Linked DNA regions of Ovis aries: region 1 is linked to region 2. The links are chromatin contacts, called in public Hi-C maps. All regions are on one chromosome and are shown on one strand. The core of a region is the stretch at or near the end of the contact, and the rest is flanking DNA. Distances in the headings are between cores, read along the strand shown.

Region 1 (2,910 bases), core at 409-2,908, 140 kb after region 2:
AAGGAAGCCCATTTACGGTTTAACATGGGCAAAATTTCCAAACAAGATAATCAAAAGTACACGCTGAAAGTGTAGCAGACTATTTCAACAGGTGCCATTCTCGAAACTCTGAGATAAAAAGGAGTTATTATAAGGCAATGGATCAGGCCTGGCATTTTTAAAGTTTGGACTCTGGAAGATTAAAATCTACCATGTCTAGGCCTGGATTATACACTGTCTTTAAGTTCAGTTCAGTTCAGTCGCTCAGTCGTGTCCGACTCTTTGCGACCCCATGAACTGCAGCACGCCAGGCATCCCTGTGCATCACTAACTCGTGGACTTCACTCAAACTCATGCCCATCGAGTGAGTGGGCTCAGCCATTTCAGCCATTTCATCCTCTGTCGTCCCCTTCTCCTCCTGCCTCAAATCCCTCCCAGCATCAGAGTCTTTTCCAGTGAGTCAACTCTTTGCATGAGGTGCCCAAAGTATTGGAGTTTTAGCTGTAGCATCATTCCTTCCAAAGAACACCCAGGACTGATCTTTAGAATGGACTGGTTGGATCTCCTTGCAGTCCAAGGGACTCTCAAGAGTCTTCTCCAACACCACAGTTCAAAAGCATCAGTTCTTTGGTGCTCAGCTTTCACAGTCCTCACATCCATGCATGACTACTGGAAAAACCATAGCCTTGACTGCTGCTGCTGCTGCTGCTGCTGCTGCTGCTGCTGCTAAGCCGCTTCAGTCGTGTCCGACTCTGTGCGACCCCACAGACGGCAGCCCACCAGGCTCCCCGGTCCCTGGGATTCTCCAGGCAAGAACACTGGAGTGGGTTGCCATTTGCTTCTCCAATGCACGAAAGTGCAGTCGCTCAGTCCTATCCGACTCTTCGTGATCCCATGGACTGCAGCCTACCAGGCTCCTCCGTCCATAGGATTTTCCAGGCGAGTACTGGAGTAGGGTGCCATTGCCTTCTCCGTAGCCTTGACTAGATGGACCTTTGTTGGCAAAGTAATGTCTCTATTTTTGAATATGCTATCTAGTTGGTCATAACTTTCCTTCCAAGGAGTAAGCGACTTTTAATTTCATGGCTACAGTCATCATCTGCAGTGATTTTGGAGCCCCCCCCAAAATGAAGTCTGACACTGTTTCCACTGTTTCCCCATCTATTTCCCATGAAGTGATGAGACCAGATGCCATGATATTAGTTTTCTGAATGTTGAGCTTTAAGCCAACTTTTTCACAGGTATCCAATTTGGGATTACGGACCCGCGGATACCTCTTTTCTCTTGGAAACTACGGTTAAGAAGTGACTCTTGGAAGAAAAAAAATTCGCCAGGCTTCGAGATGGTCCTCGTTCTCCCAGAGCACTGCTGGCACCTCCCGAGAGCAAGATGGCGCTTTCCCTTCTCGCCTTTCGGGGATGGAGATATCCTTAACGTGAATCACGCACTTGGAAGGCATCCTTGCCATTACCCAAAATGGTGATTCCCGCAACCTCACCGTTTCCAGGTTTCAACATGGCTTCCGCAACCAGCGCCAACGGCGGTTAATCTCAGGACGCCTGCCGAACTCTCGAGGAAGTGGCGTCAGCGGAAGTGCGTAAACGGAAGTTGTTTTAGAAGTTAAGTCCCCGGCTCTACGTCCCGCCCCCGCGCTGCCGCCCCGCCCCCCGCGGCCCTGCGAGTAGAGCCAAGATGGCGTCCGAGTTGGAGTACGAGTCTGTACTGTGTGTGAAGCCTGACGTCAGCGTCTACCGGATTCCTCCTCGGGCCTCCAACCGCGGTTACAGGTACTAACTTCGAGTCACTGCGGCACGCGCTCACCCGGTCGGGCTTGACACTTTGTTTCCCAGGTAGCAGGCCGCCCGTCCGTGCCATTGCCGCCTCTGGATTGTTACCTTGCTAGCCTGACCACCTGGGTTTTTGTCACCTTTCCCCCTGCTGTTTCCCCACTCTGGACTGCCGACATCCTTGTTTCCGGCTCTTAAAAAAAAAATTACCATCCTCTACCCTCCCACCGCTCTCCCCCCGGACCCCTCTGGGTTACCCATCTGCTCCCCATTATTCTCCTCCTGTCGTGTCTGCGGCTTGGCCAGTCACCTTTCCTTCGCTCATGCCTGCGTCCTTCAAGTTGTCACCCTTATCGTCCCATCCCTACTTCCCACCCCCCGCACCCCCTATTTCCAATACCTGGTGCGCATTTGTTGGTGATTATTGTGTCTTAGGCCCCTCTCTGGATGAGATAGTTTATCTTTTGTGCCGTTCAGTCTTGCCACCAAATACCACCATCCACCATATACTATAGTATAGGTGATATTATAGTATTTTCAAGCCTTCCTTCCCTCTTAACTTCTCATATAGTTTTTACTTTCAGAGTTAACACAGCGTTTTATCTGGAGGGCTAACTAACCATTTTGTAACCCAATGACTATGAGGGCTTGAGGATGCTGTCTAAAGTTATGGACATGCAGTCCAAAGAATTAACTTGCAACTCACTGGGTTACCTGTTAAAAAATATGAGTGTGAGCCCTGGCAATTTAACAGCTATGTGATTTGATACAAATCTTTTAGCCTCTCCAAGCCTAAGTTTTCTCATCTGTAAAATAGAAAAAAAAAAAAAGAGGATGGGGGAGGGGGTGATAATAAAACCTACTCTAGCTATGTACCTTTAGAAGTTTTTGGAGAGTTAAATGAAATCATAATAAATGTAAAAATAATTAAAAATGAATTTCCTAAAAAGAATTCAGTAAACAGTAAAGCAGTCGATAAATACAGTATTTTGATTTCTCTCTCTGACTCACATCACCAGCATGATTTTCCTCTTGTCATTTGTTACCTCGGCTTAAAAATTACCCTCTCCCTGTGTCTTATGTTGTACTTCCTTATCAGAGGTTTGTTCATCCTGAATCAGTATCTCTGTGCTTGCTGACCTGT
Region 2 (2,818 bases), core at 304-2,803:
GAACACAAAAGAACTGAAGAGCTTATCTGGTGATATAGATGATCATGAAGAGTAAACCTGGGGAAATTCTGGAAAGAAAATTTTGGAAGGGACAAGTTAGGAGAACTGGGTTAGTCCGTTTGTCAGTATTCAAACAGCAGCCCCAGGTAAATAAATCCCCAGGCAAGCACAGAATTGTGCTCAGGGATAGAAAAAACTGAGGGCAGACAGCAAAGCCTTAGGATTGTTCTTAGAACAGATTATTCCGCGACCAGCTAGAGCCAGTGTAGGCTCACCCGTACCCCAAATTCCACAAAAGCACGAGTGGTACTGATGTGTCGTCATCACCAGGCTGCTCGCAACTCTGGGTCCCAGAATGTGCAGGATCCGCCCGCCGTACCACCGTACCCTTCCTTGGTCCCATCTGAAATTCTTCCCGTTCCCTTAAAGAGGTACTGCTATCCCCCACCCACCCACCAGGGGGCGAGAACAAGCTGACTCCCAATCCAAAATGGAGACATTTTGTGAGGGGGCTGTGCTGAAACCAACCCAGTCATCACTCACCTTGTCGGGGATAATTCTAGTAGGTGTGATCTTAATTTCCACCCCAAGAGAGCTCAGTTTTTATGCCTGAGAGCTCCCCGCCCCCGCCAACCCTTTCTCATCTTAAACTCCTTCCCTATCAAGTCAGGCAGTGGCAGGCCTCGAGTTAACAGTTCCCCAAATTGACCTTGCCTCCACCGGCATCTAAGTACCCCCGAGGCCAGCGGGGGCAGCGCTTTCTATTTCATTCACTCCTTTTAGTAGAAACCTCTTATTTTCTCTCATCATTTAACTCCTGAGGGCCTTCCTACTTTTTCATCCCTTCTCCCATCTTTTATTTTCAGATAAATTACCTTAGTGAAAATGCCCTTCTCCCAGCAAATACCGCATCCACAACACTCAATAATAAATATACTGTGCGGTTACAATCATGGAATTCTCTCTCCTTAGGTAATTCAGGGAATCCCACAAGTCATAGAACAGATGATGGCTGGACACCGACCCGGCACCCCCAAAACAAACCTCAGGTCTTTTCAAGGTCTAAAGCATCAACACCACCATACGCCCCCGATCCCCTGAACGCTCAACTTCACATCCTCAAAAGCATGTAATTGTATTAAAGAAAACACAAACACACACACCCATGTGTGTAATACAAACAACTTCTCCAGGTGACTTTTCCCACACCAAGAAGGTGAATGGAACTGGGATAAATCCTTCATAGGACATGACATCCGAAAAGAATTGTGTAAGTGCGGCACTGCAGGCTGGGAGAGCAATGGGAAAGGCTTCCAGATTGCTAGGTGACTCCGCGGAACAGAGCTCAGCCAACGCCGGTATAGCTTGCCTTTCCGAGTGCAACCCAAGCCGGCAAAAATAACCGGTAACCGTATCGCTCTTACCTTCGTGGTCCCCATGGCCCTAATTTAATTCTTTTCAAATCTTCGATAAAGATCTAGGAGTGGGACTCCAGAGACCCCTCTTCCAGGCAGCAAAACCTCCAAAATGTCCTCTATCGGCGGCAAGTTTTCCTCCAGGTCCTCAGTAGCGGAGCCTATATCTCATGCGCCTATATAAGCTTCGGAGAGGGCGGAGCCCGGGAGACAAGCCCCCAGCCCCACCCTACCCGCCTCCAATCTTTGGAGCTCCTCGTAAGTGTAGACCTCAAACACTGCCCCCTCCCTAGGCAACACCCCCCAACCCACCCTTCAAGCCTGCTTTGGAAAACCACATCCTGCCCCCACCCTACTTCATTTTTTTTTTTTAAAGCTTCTCCTCCTTCCCCGTTTTAAGAGCACGTTTCACAGACAAAATGCTACCAGAAAAACCCTGGAGGGAGGGCAGATACACTTTATTTTTTGCTCTCGCAAGGGCTCAGAATTGAATCAATCCGTAAAAAGGTGAGAATAAAGGCTATCCATATTCGGCAAAGGTCGCTGGATGTGAACAGAAAACATTCATAATCCTATGACTTTATCAGCTGCTCTTTGATTGCAGGCTGTGTCTACAATCTTGGAGGGGAGGGAAGGACAGTCTGGAGAAGGAAAGCCAAAGAAGGAAGAATTGGAAGAGCTTTTGGCTCCACTTGCCCTCTGACTTAGCATAGTCTCTCCTGGGGGAAAACCTGAATATCCAGGAGCCAAACCAATTCTTCCTGGGTTCCAGGAAGCAGAGAATCAGCTGGCCTGGGACACAATCCACACTCCTGAAAATGTTGTTCACCAGCTTCCCACCCAGCTGAATCCCACCCACTCTGCAGTGTTTTGCCCCTAGTCCCATGTTGACAGCATCTAGAGAGAGAACAGCTGTAAGGTTCCATTAAACAGGTATTTTATTTGCAGAGCACAAACTGTGTATCAGAAAGAAGTTGGGGATTCATCAGTAGAGAAGATCAAAAAATCCAGGCCCTCAGGAATCGACGGTGCTCCCCTTCTTCCACTTCAAACATTCAAGAGGGACCAGGGCAACTGCTTCTTACACAGCTGGAGAGAACTGCCAACATCCTATTCCTTCTAGGCTGTGAGAGAAAAGCATGAGATACACATCTGATTTCCAAGCCATACAAGAGAAGTGAGCAAGATGAGGAGGAAAAAGATAGAAGGAAAATGAGAGCAGAGGAAGATGAAGGAAAATAAAAGGCCAGTGAAGTGACTCCCATGTGAGAGTAAAGGAAGGGGGGCAGTTTAGTTGTAGTTAAAGAGTTGGGTGAGCAATTATGTCAGGCCTTTATGGTGGGAAATTATCAATAGTCAAGTTCCCAATGCCTATTAATCTGTAGCCTAGCAACCCCAGCCGG

What was found. A called contact is a pair of places that touch in the nucleus more often than the background predicts.
Region 1: a Hi-C map of tail adipose tissue shows a contact between it and region 2, with 4 times the contacts expected there. The contact joins the promoter of NECAP1 here to the promoter of SLC2A3 in region 2. A contact is called at or near these places in 8 of 16 Hi-C or Micro-C datasets (blood, hypothalamus, liver and 3 more).

The regions. Positions count from the first base shown.
Region 1 is chr3:207,199,556-207,202,465 of ARS-UI_Ramb_v3.0, forward strand. NECAP1 (NECAP endocytosis associated 1) reads left to right here and starts at 1,659. Exons shown (of 8, transcript XM_004006895.5): 1 at 1,659-1,766. The coding sequence starts at 1,672.
Region 2 is chr3:207,059,388-207,062,205 of ARS-UI_Ramb_v3.0, forward strand. SLC2A3 (solute carrier family 2 member 3) reads right to left here and starts at 1,554. Exons shown (of 10, transcript NM_001009770.1): 1 at 1,425-1,554. The coding sequence starts at 1,439.